3 separate regions of the Zea mays genome follow, and all the other regions are linked to region 3. Evidence: chromatin contacts called from public Hi-C data. All regions are on one chromosome and are shown on one strand. Each heading gives the region's core, a stretch centred on a gene start, on an enhancer-like site or on the middle of the called end of the contact. The rest is flanking DNA. Distances are from core to core; before and after follow the strand shown. Region 1 has its middle 22 kb from the start of LOC100192534. Region 2 holds the start of LOC100192534 (putative O-glycosyl hydrolase family 17 protein). Region 3 holds the start of LOC100281226 (ferredoxin-6).

Region 1 (4,150 bases), core at 1,193-3,692, 140 kb after region 3:
AGTAGATGAACATCAGTGAGCAGTAGATCCAGAGCAGATCTGGTTACCTCTGTGCTGGACGTGTTGGACAGGGAGATGGCACTAGTGAGCAGTAGATCCGGAGCACCGGTTCCGTCGTCGACTCGCTGTGGAATTTGATGGAGCTGGCGCGCACTGGTTCCTCACGGATCCACACACGCACACACCTCACAGGAGCACTAGATCAGGGAGGAGGGAGCACCAGAGCACTGGAGCAGGGAGGAGGGAGCACCGGAGCACTGGAGTAGGGAAGAGGGAGCACCGGACCACTGGAGCAGGGAGGAGGGAGCACCGGAGTTCACCGTGCGCCGCGTCGAGACTCCGAGAGGACCTCGAGAGCACCGGAGTTCGCCGAGAGGACCCCGAGAGCACTGGAGCAGGGAGCACTGGAGTTCGTCGTACGCCGCACCGGGAGGAGGGAGCAGGGAGCACCGGAGTTCGCTGTTGCCGCGCACGGAGAGGCAAGTGCCAGGGACAGAGGGACCCCGAAACCGAGAGAGCAGGGATCACTGGAGTTCGCCGTGCACCGCGCCGGGAGGAGGGAGCAGGGAGCACCGGAGGGACCCCGAGACCGAGAGCCGACACATGGAGATGCAGGAGCGAGAGGACGTTAGGGTTAGGGTTAGACGATGAGACGGACGCGCACGGCGCGGACTTATATGCACGGTGCGGAAGTTGGGCCGTTAGGCAGGACCGCAGGAGGTAGCCCAAGTTGGGTGGAGATGGACTGATGGTGAATTGAACGCTGGGATTTGAACGGGCCGGTTTAAAGGCTCGACCGATACCAAGTCGTGCCCGGGCCAGCCTAACGGGCTCAAATGGCTGTCGAGCCCGGTACGCTCTCCGAGCCTGGCTGAGCCCGGGCCCGCTTCAATCCGTGCCGTGGCGGGCTCGTGTCGTGCTAAAAAACGTGCTTCGTGTCGGGCTAACGGACCACGTATTTCTAGACATCTATAGATCCAACCTGAGTGGCCTATATCTACCGTCACATTAGTTATCTCCTGATCTGTATTTATCATCATGAGCAATCAATATGTATCTCTTCCTCTTCCCCTATATAATTCATCACTTAAAACAAAGCTAAGTGCACACAAAAAACTTACACCACTATCTCCCACCCTTTAAAACCAACACTCTAGATTGATTCTTACACCACTATCGTGTTACAAAAAACTTACACCACTATCGTGTTATAAAATTAGAGAAATAAGTGACATGCTTCCATCATATTTAAATATATTAAATATTTTAATTCCGAATAAAACAGGCATATAACTCAGATAAATGCCATATGTAATTGTAGCAACAATAAACAGTAGCAATTCTAGGACATGTAAACATATAAAATAGATGTTCAGGTCCATTTCGAAATTAAACATGGCTTGCAGATGAAGGAGGCAGAATTTACACATAAACACTATTATTTATCTTAAAATATTTCTCTCAAAATAGCGGGTTGCTGCACTAGACAGCCCTCCAACGCTAAAGGGTGATCAAGATCCTCGACTAACGTGACAGTCCTATCTTACCAAATCAGAGTTTTAGATCAGATGTAATAAGCCTAATAATCAAGTATAAATACTAATAGTAAGGAGTTGTGAATTAAATAATATAGCAGAATTTGACACAGGTAAACAACATCAACAAATAGAGATATAATTAGACATAAATAATATCAATGCTGAAAATAACAACACACTGAAACTCAGACTGTCATGTCGTCTCACTACACCACTATTATCATCGAGCAATCAACTCTGCCCACAAATTGTGCAATCACACCCAAGTAAATAATACTAGCAAATTGCACAAAATTACTCAATAAATATAGAGATACAACGGGTAACTCACAGCACATAGATTGTCTACGTGGGAAGACCAGCTCAGCGAACACAAGGTTCTGTCCGAGAAAACCAATTCCGCCGCTCACGTCCGGGCCTACACGGCGGGGGGTTGACGGAGATACTAGAGCCGCTGCCGGAGCCGAAGGAGATGTCCACGGCACCAGCCCGATAAGAGGAACACCGCGCAATAGAGAGCTGAAGCACCAGGCCACGGCGGACAGAGATCAGAACAGACAGAGCACCACACAGGCGCACTGTTAAATCAACAGAGCACAGGAGAACCTCACTGCGCTCGAGCAGTGCCACCTCCACCTTCTTCCACTAGCAAGATGAACACTAGAACACCAAGAATCGACTGAATCGATCCAAACCGTGACTGAACCGAGAGGGGAAGAAGAACAGAGAGCTGACGATTTTTGGCGAGACTATCAGTAGGGAGCAAGTTTCCATACTTAAGGAGCCGAGAGATAAGCGGTTACACACGAGCACGGCGTGGAGATCGGCAAGAGCTAAAACCAACTACCTGCACGCCGCCGCCAGCGCTCCTTAATCCCCTGCTCTCCCATTCTCCTTTCCAGCCGCTGAACGCTGCTGCCCTAGGGACGTGCTAGCCGGTGGGCTCGCTTGACCACCAGGCCTGTTAGCGGCCCACCTGGCTGACCTCCCTCTTTTTTTTAATAAGGTGAAAATCACAAAATCCGACAGCAGATCGGACTAAGCAACACCTTTTTTATTCCGTATGTCATCTGAATCCTGTTATTGGCTATATGTTTTTTAAATGCAATTGTAATCAACGCCTTGCGCCATGAATTTAGCTGCAGCTTTTATTACAAACAAATTCCAATAGTGTATATATATATATAATATTTGTATATTGTGTGCCTGTGGTCTCGGTACGATTTGAAATAAATCAGTCATGTATATATAGCTCATGCACTCTGTTTTATTTTAGCACGTAGTTCAAAACTGGATTCTGCAATTTTTTGTAAACTACATATATGTCTGATAGAGGACCTTTCTTCAGTTTCAGTTATTGTCCTGCTCTTTTTTGTCGTAGAGGTTCAGATGTAATTTGAAAACAAATATCATTGAGCAGCATATGGGACCACCATTTGTAATGATCTATATCTCATGAAGTCCGTTTTTATAAACATCTATATATAGCTCATGCACTCTGTTTTATTTTATTTTTTTAAAACATAGCTGAACACTGGATTCTGCATTTTTTGGTAAACTACATATATGTCTGACAGAGGAGCTTTCTTCAGTTTCAGTTACTGTAGAGATTCAGATGTAATTTTAAATAAATATCATTGAGCAGCACTCTGTTTTATTATTTTTCTAAACTGTATGCTCTCCTCACTTTACAACCAAGTTTCAACACACGGTTAAAATAAAAAAGCAATAGTAACAATTCATGTGTCTTGAATATGGAGATTCGAGGAATGTACTGTGTTTATACTTGCGTTACTCTCATATTACATGGTCCTGCCATTTTCTAAATTTTAACTGATTCATGATTCGCCATGTCCAGAGCCATCAGATGAGGAGGAGCGTAACAGAAAACAGAGAGGATACCGTGCAAGGATAAGGTCTGAAGAAACAACAGAGGAAAGGGAGGATATCAGCAAAACTGAGGACACCAGCTTAAAAAACCCATTAATAAAAGGCAACGTGAATACAGAGCAATTAATGAAGAAGGCGGCGTAAAGCGATTGCAACCGAGCTTCTACTGTAGGACAAGATCAATCACCAAGATGTTACTGCGTGTTCGGTCCTCATACAATCCACTAGAGGCAACAACCATATATGGATATTTCTACTATACAAAGCGGGACGCAAACGTGCAACCACGTTCGTCCACATCATCAAAAAAATAGCGTTCGCACGATATTATTTCAACGGACGAGGCTTGAGGACTCCACACGCCGCGATTGTTCTAGAAGCCAAAGCGGCTCAACAAACATTTATTTATTATTCTAAAGAAGCCATGGCCTGGAGTCCCCCTCCACAGACAAAGAGCCACGGTGGCGGCAGCTCGGCTGCTCACCCCGCGCACTCCGGCAACGAAGGTCGACGCCTGCTCGTGTATAGTAGAAACGTCATCAAACTGCCGGTGGCTAGACCGGCATCGCTTACGGCTAGTGCGACCACACGCACCAAGCGTCGCACGGAGGAGGAAGAGAAGCTAAGGCGGTCGTGGGCTCGTGGCGCTAGGGACGCCTAGCCGATGCCTGTCGAGAAGAGCTCCCAGGTAACGAGCTTCTACCTTTTCGTTTTGCACACAT
Region 2 (3,736 bases), core at 1,171-3,670, 160 kb after region 3:
GCGTCGGTCAGGTTGTAGAGGTCATCGTTGCCGATGATGAACTCGACGCCCGTGCCGGCGAAGGCCGTCAGCACGATGGGGTCGGCGTCGTAGAGCTTGACGCGGTTCACGTTCAGCGACTGCAGGAGGCCCGACACCTGCGTCGGCTGCGGGAGGTTGTTCGCAATCTGCCCGTAGTTGATCCCGAACTTGAGTGGCGCCGCCGACGCAGCGCCGATGGCTGCAATGCATTCCAGGACCCAGAAATTAAATATGGAATTTTCAAAAAATTCAGGTGACGGGGTTGGCGTCTATATGACAATAGTTGATCATAGAAACTAAAAGATAAATTTTATAGGACAATAATTAGACGTGCTATTTTGTACGGTGCAGAATGTTGTTTCGCAAAAAAGAGATATGTCAATAAATAAGTGTGTAAATGCTTACCTTCTATTGGATTTGCATCCATATAAGAACGAATCAAGACTGAAATAATGATACATAATAGGCTAGGGTAGCATCAACTAAAGAAAATATAGTCTATCATCGGTTGAGAGGCGCAAGTGTGTAGTGAGATCCTAAAGCGCAAAAGCAATAAGAAGAAAGGAAGAGGGAGTCCCAAGTAGACATGAGATGAAGCATTATAACGTGACTTAGACCATATCAGGAACCTTTAGGGCTAATAGTTAATTAGTAAAATTAGTTATAAAGATTCCAAACACACGTAAGCTAATACCCAACTCACGGTTAGCTACCTTATAGCTAACAATTATTTCATTAGTTAGCTCAACCAAGCTAATAATTTGTAGCTGACTAAATATTAGCTCTAGAGATTCCAAACAGGACTTTAAAAGAACGTGATATATCAAAAGATTTAGTCTTTTAAGAGTGCATGAAAAGCAATCCATATGCTCAAATCTTGATTATGGATTGTACGTATTGAGTTTTTTAAATTTTAGCCTGTCCCGATTTATTTGGGACAAAATATTTTTGTTGTTGTTGTTGCTACTGCTAAAATTCAAGTGTTGTTTTTAGACAACAATTATTACATATATATATATAATACTAAAATTATAGATTTGGTTCATTATAACTTACATAGATATTTAACCGCTTGAATATTAGGCCTAAAATGAATATTTTTAACCTGGATATTTAACCACTTCTATATTTCAGGTGGTTAAATTAATATAGAAGTTTCACAAATATTATTACATAATTATTCATTCAGGTGAAATATATTTAACCGAAATGAAGTGTATTATGAGAGATGTATCTCTCATGGCATCCTAATCAATGCTTCCTATTCCTAGCTCTCTCGTGCCAATCAGGCCGGCATGATATACACATCTGAATGAAAGAGCTAGCAAAAATATCGAGGGAGCTCCTTTCACATGTAAACAGGCTTGTGATGCACATTTGTGGTGGGTACTGGGTAGGGTAGGACGGACGTCACTCTCGCAACAGCCGTGGGCACGGCGGAGTTTCATCAGCATCGCATGCCGCAGCCAGTGCAAAAATTCAAGGAAATGTCAAATAAGCAGGCTGCGTAGCGTACGTGATTTCAACAGGTATATGACGTGGATCGGAGATCTAGTTTGTTTTCTCTGTAAGCTGGACCCACGCGTCGTCGTCTCGGACCGGCCGGCTGAAAATCAGCTCAAGTAACCGACGGACTCGCGATGTTCGTTTCAAGATGATCTCATCTAGGATCAGGGGCGAAGCTACGTATATATATATGAGGTTTCAAGATGCACATGAACCTACAAAAAATTGTAAAACTAGTGTTTTAGACTAAATTTTTACCTTATATGTACCACCTATAAATTATCACTATACACCCTCAAGACATTTGCATCCTGCTGATTTGATTTGCTCTACTACTAGCTTCGCCACTGTCTAGGATCACCATGGTGAACAAAGGAAAGGGTAAGAAAACATAAACCTAATGGCTAATTCAAGATACAGAAGGAAACCGGCCGGTAGCTGACAAGAAACGGAGAAGAAGAAACCGGTAAGATTAAAGATACAGAAAGAGAATTTATTTTATTTTTCCATGCATGGCCTGTCAATCACAAGGGCCGGGCGGCCAAAATCTCGAGAATTCTAAAAACCAGGACGCATCGTCATCTACTACTGCAGAAGCTAGCAGCGCCATGCATGAACATGTGCATGAGCATCGAGCGAGAGAACGGGCTCGATCGGGGCGTACCTGAGACTGAGAGGAGCAACGGCAGCAGCCGGGAGAGGACGCAGCGCGGAAGCGGGGAAGAGCGCACGGTCACGGTGCGGAGCTCCGCCCGCGCCATGGCCATGCCTCTCGTCCGGTGCTCGCTCCGCTTCGCTCTCGGCCTCAGCCCTCAGGGAAGCGATATGGGCGCGCTCCTCTCTGGGCCGGGCCGGGCCAGGCCAGGTTGCGCTACCTGAGTATATGTACTGATGATGTATCCCTCCTCGGCCTGGTCTGTCATACGTGTATATATATAGGCGCTGACGCTAGGCCGGCGCGGATGGGGGACGATCACGATCGGCAACAAAATCATGTACATTCTATAAACAGATACTAGGGTTTTATAGTACTCAATACATTCCAGATTATATAAACCGTTTTAGTTTTCTTAAACACATTAGTTTTGTTAGTTAGATATACTCTATCTGTCCTAAAATAAAATTCGTTTTAGCAAATTAATAGATTAATGCAACACATTTGATCTATATGCGTTTAGATTCATCATCATCATCCATTTGAATCTCTACTAACTATTAAGTTAATAGTGTAGACCGTCCATATGCCCCCGCCTCCCTACTCCCGTGACCACCCTGCGCCCGTGCATGCCGCGACCACAACGCTCGATCCCCCGCCTCCCCGCGGTGAAACCGCCCCCGCGCCTGACGCCGAGAAACCCGCTCGCCCCCGGCTCGCGATGCCCCCACGCCCGTCGTACCCCCCTGGCGGTCCCTGTTCCCATCGTCGCCCGTGGCCCGTTCCAGCAGCCGGCATCACCCTCAGCCACGACCTCCGACCACCGGCTATCGTCCGACCTCAGACCCGTGCAGCAGCGAGCAAGCGGCGCGCGGGGCCCCGGGCGGCCTCCGCCTCCGCGAAGTCAGCGAGGCGCTGGAGCACGCGTCGAGCGTTTTGGCGGATACGTTGGCGAAGCAGACGCGGAACCACCGGGCTCGCTGCAGTGGCAGGAGGAGACCGGGGAGACGTTGAGCCCGCGACCTAGAACGACAGCTTCCTCCATAGCTCAATCTCTCCCTCGAACGACGCCGCGGGGCCCGAAGGCGTCGCATGTCGGCCCAGCAGAAGAGCCCCGCGCTGCCCTCCAGGCACGCGACGCCGGCTGCCGCAAGGCCCGCCGCCAGCCTGGGAGTGAAAGAGTCAACACGGCCCTCGTCTTCAGTGGGATTAGAAAAAATAGATTGATTTAGTTAATTGACTCTTGCTCATCTTCAGTGGCACACGCAAAGACAACCGACGAAAAATGAATCGAATGTGCTCCACCATGTTTTCTGTCGTGTGACCAAAATGGAGCAATATGCATAGCTTTTTTTGCAGGGACATTTAGAAAGAATAAACATCAATACTCAAGACATTCTCCAAAAATGTCAAGAAGTTTCTTAGAGAAATGACACCTTTGCCACATCGTAAGAACAATTACTTCTACTACTTGGTATATTTTTTAGTTTCCTATTATTTCCCTTTGAGCTTTAATTTGTTCAAACCTGAGTTCACATACATTATTTATTTAGA
Region 3 (4,088 bases), core at 111-2,610:
CTGACAGAAAGAAGTGCTAAACAGTTTTTAACTATTCAAAAAATTTCGTTACAAAGTTATGTAAACTGTGACCATTGTCGAGGATGGTGACATCTTCTCTATCTAAATTTGTATCAGAGTCCAAGCCTTATTCAAATACTACCTCCGTTCATAACAGGCCCGTCTACTGCCCCGTGCATATGAGACGACGGCACACGGCCTCCAACTTTTTGGGGCCCAATTTTTTGAGTTTTCTGAATATAATTAATTTAAGAAGGTAAATATTGTTTGATATTTTGTAAAATGATCGGCAAATTCTTAACCTCAAAATAGATAATACGAGAGGATAAAAATATGACAATATATCAAATATTAAGAGCCTATTTTAGACTACTTATATCACTATGTACTATAGGTCATAGCGTCTATTTTTATGTTTTACACCAGGACAAAAAAAAACTCAGAGACGGCCCTGATTCATAAATATATGTCACGTTGATTTTTTTAAAGCTTTGACCACTCGTCGTCTTATTTAAATATTTATGTTAAAATGTAAAATTTTGAGTCAAGCACAAACTAGATTAAATGATAAAATAAATCACAAAAAATGATAACTCGTTATTTTTTAAATAAAACAAGTGTTTAAAGTTTTTTTAAAAAAACAGCGGTGTTATATATTTATGAATGGAGGGAGGAAAATTCGGACTAATAAGGTTCCACAAAAGAGAACATGGCCACAGATGGTCTTCACGCCCACATTCTAGAAACATTCTGTGAACAAGTTCGAATGTGAAATTGAAATCCGACGAAGCTATACAACATTTTTTTTTGCAAGGAAACTATGTACAACATGTGAATAAACACGTGTATGGAATGTACGGCAAAGCAATGTTTCTTGAACTTAAAATTTAATATTTTTTATATTTACAGAAAGAAATGCTAGTCTCGACTCGGACCGAAATTCGCACATCTGGTTCGTATTTACATCCAAGCAGATCTGAAAATTTGTGCGTGTGTGGGTGGCTTATTGAAGGGTCGGCTGCGCTGATCCCGGCATCCCGCCCCCTGATCCCCACGAAGGGACGGACTGTCCTGTCGACGAAACCCGACCATCAACACCGTAAAATAAGGACACAGGTCCACGTGATCGGCTCTCGGCAGTCACCACGGCCTTTGCCTTTCGCTCAAGGAGCCAGCCGTGTGCCGACCCACACTGTCCACAGTTCCTTTCGCTTTTGCGCGGGCAGTGACACAGTTGGGTTGGGCCGTTGGGGTCGGAGCCAGCCAGCCAGCTGCCGAGCCCAACGGGAGGAGGGCCAGAGGACGCTCGCTGGCGCTGCCCTTTATAAATCCGCCGTGCGCGTGCCCCGCCCCCGCAGTAGTAGTACACAGCATCATCAATCGACGCAAGCGCAACCACCTCCTCCCCTCGTGATCCAGCCCTGCCCCGCTTCGTCTAGTTGACATCATTTCCCTTGCGCCTTCTTGCCAGCAATCCATCCAATCCATCCATCGTGATCACCTGGCAACCAAAATGTCAACCGCCACCGCCCCAAGATTGTCCGTCCCCAAATCCTCCGGGGCAAGCTACCGGACCGCCGCTCCGGCGCCCAAGACGGCCCTCTCCTTCGTCGCCGGCCACAAGAGGCAGCAGGCGCTGCCCCGCGCGCGTCTGTCCAGCAGGAGGTTCGTCGTGGCGCCCGCGGCCGTGCACAGGGTGAGGCTGGTCGGGCCGGACGGGGCGGAGCACGAGTTCGAGGCCCCCGAGGACACCTACATCCTGGAGGCGGCCGAGAGCGCCGGCGTGGAGCTGCCCTTCTCCTGCCGCGCCGGGTCCTGCTCCACCTGCGCCGGGAAGATGTCGGCCGGCGAGGTCGACCAGTCGGAGGGCTCGTTCCTCGACGACGGCCAGACGGCCGAGGGCTACCTCCTCACCTGCATCTCCTACCCCAGGGCGGACTGCGTCATCCACACCCACAAGGAGGAGGAGCTGTACTAGTAGAGTTTTGGGTCGCTTATATATGCGACAGTCAGTGTTTGTGGCGAATGCAGTGAACTGATTTGTATACCATACGAGGAATAATTGATTCCAACAATTCCATACAAATCATTGGATCCAACTATAGATGCTAAAAAGGGCGGCACCGCCCCGTCCAGCCCGAGCACGTTTTGGCTCGACCTGTTTGAGCCCGGCACGGATAAGTCCGAACCATTAACTGTGCCGGGCTGTGCCGCCCGACGGGCTGATAGAGTCAGCCGAGCACGCCACTGTTCAGGCCCAATCGTGTCGGGCTGGCCTGGAAAGCACGACCTATGAAGGAGCCTGTGACAGCTCGAGCACAACAAATACTAGAAATATATACAAATTAGAAATATGCATAGAAATATATATATAAATATACATATCAGAAATATACACAGAAATATACAGATCAGAAGTATTCGCAGATTCACACTTGCACATTCACACAGTTGAGATAAATAGTAGATCCTAAATAAAGGATTAGAGCTGTTCGTGCAATAGCTGCCTCATTAAAAACCTTTTTAGGTAAAAACTCACTTCTCGTGAGAAACCCCTAGAAAGTAAAAAAAGAGTACAACTCAGCTCTAATTTAATAGTTCATGTCAAGGTTTTTCAGTTACATATTACAACTTACATCACCAGATTTCCAAATCAACAGAATGGAGTAGGAACTAGGAAGATAAAAGTCCTAAGGGTCATCAAGATAAAGTCCTTCAAAGGCATCTTCAAGTTCTTGGTCCTGTGTAAATGCTGCCCTCTAGCTTCACCAAGTTCTCAGTCTTTCATGCAAAAAAGCAGCTCTACCATTTCTGGTGCTAGGCGCCTTCGTCATTCCTCGATTATCCCGCCACAGAGACTAAATGCAGATTCTGAGGATATAGTTGAAACAAGAACAGAAATAACATCCCTAGCTAAGATGGAGAGAACAGGATAGGACAACTTATGTTCATGCCACCAGCTTAGGATATTGAAGTCCTCATCAAACTTCTGCAAAGTGTCACTATCTAAGTAGGAGGATAGCTCTGTGTCAAGTGAACTAAGGCCAGCACTAGAGTGTGCTTGTTGAAGCAAAGCAAATGCTGATGTTCCACTACCAAGGTTAGGTGTGGTAGAACCAGGATATGAGAACTCAGAGGTACAATCAGATGCATAAATCAATCCTCACTTTTGTTTTCTTTTACCTGTGACAATTGGAGGAGGCACTTGCTGCCTAACTGCACCAAACTTCAGATCATATTTATTAAACATTGTAGACAATTCACTTTTCACACAAGTATAGTAAAGTGAGTAGTTAGTACCAGATAGCCCAGATAATAATCTCAAGATATTGTTGAAACCCCTTAGTTTGGCTCTAGGATCTAATATAAAAGCAAATGCATAGAGCATAGGAATATCCCTACAGTACTTAAGAAACTTAGACTTCATAGGAGCAATAGCATGTCTAAGCAATGCATCATTCTCATACTGATTTAAATGCTGGACAATGTCAAGGATGTTATGCATTATAAGTGGAGATGTAGGATAGTAAACCCTAGAAAGAGTCACAGTAGCATCATAAAACAGTTCAAGAAACTCAAGCAACTTTTCAACCACATACCAATGTGAATTTGTCAACAGATTAGGCTCACCTGGTTTTCTAGGATAGTTAGTGTCCATGAAGACACCAAAGGTTTTCTTGTAAGGAACTAAAGGTTTAAGCATAAGATATGTAGAATTCCATCTCACAGCCATGTCAATGCCAAACTTACGAGGGCACACATTCACAACAACACAGTAGCCCTTAAATGCAGCAATGTGTTGATTAGAAGCATTCAAGAAAACTATTGCAGTTCTAAATGAATCAAGGTAAGGGTTTAGCCTTTTCAAGCCACACTTCACAATCAGGTTTATAATATGACAAGCACAACGTTGATGCAAGAATAAAGTACCAACATAACCGGACAATAATGGACTAAGCTTCTCCATTGCCTTAGAATTGGAAGAGGCATTGTCCAAAGTGATAGAAAAAACTTTATTAACCACTCCATAATCCTCAAGCATAGTCATAACCCTCTCAGTAATGTTCTCACTAGTGTGAGATGTTTCA

What was found. A called contact is a pair of places that touch in the nucleus more often than the background predicts.
Region 1: a contact with region 3 is called in a Hi-C map of leaf, with 5 times the contacts expected there. The contact joins the enhancer-like site here to the promoter of LOC100281226 in region 3. A contact is called at or near these places in 7 of 25 Hi-C or Micro-C datasets (ear, endosperm, leaf and 1 more).
Region 2: a contact with region 3 is called in a Hi-C map of endosperm, with 4 times the contacts expected there. The contact joins the promoter of LOC100192534 here to the promoter of LOC100281226 in region 3. A contact is called at or near these places in 5 of 25 Hi-C or Micro-C datasets (bundle sheath, ear, endosperm and 2 more).

The regions. Positions count from the first base shown.
Region 1 is chr8:101,025,874-101,030,023 of Zm-B73-REFERENCE-NAM-5.0, forward strand. No RefSeq gene overlaps it. Among protein-coding and RNA genes, the nearest start is that of LOC100192534, 22 kb to the right of the region's middle. Within about 2 kb of position 2,443, at least 12 of the 20 cell types and tissues checked have an H3K27ac peak or open chromatin away from gene starts, as enhancers often do. A contact at or near this core is called in ear, leaf and tassel, where this site is marked.
Region 2 is chr8:101,047,338-101,051,073 of Zm-B73-REFERENCE-NAM-5.0, forward strand. LOC100192534 (putative O-glycosyl hydrolase family 17 protein) reads right to left here and starts at 2,421. Exons shown (of 3, transcript NM_001137753.1): 1 at 2,192-2,421; 2 at 1-220. The coding sequence starts at 2,294.
Region 3 is chr8:100,888,123-100,892,210 of Zm-B73-REFERENCE-NAM-5.0, forward strand. LOC100281226 (ferredoxin-6) reads left to right here and starts at 1,361. Exons shown (of 1, transcript NM_001367190.1): 1 at 1,361-2,086. The coding sequence starts at 1,514. The coding sequence ends at 1,978.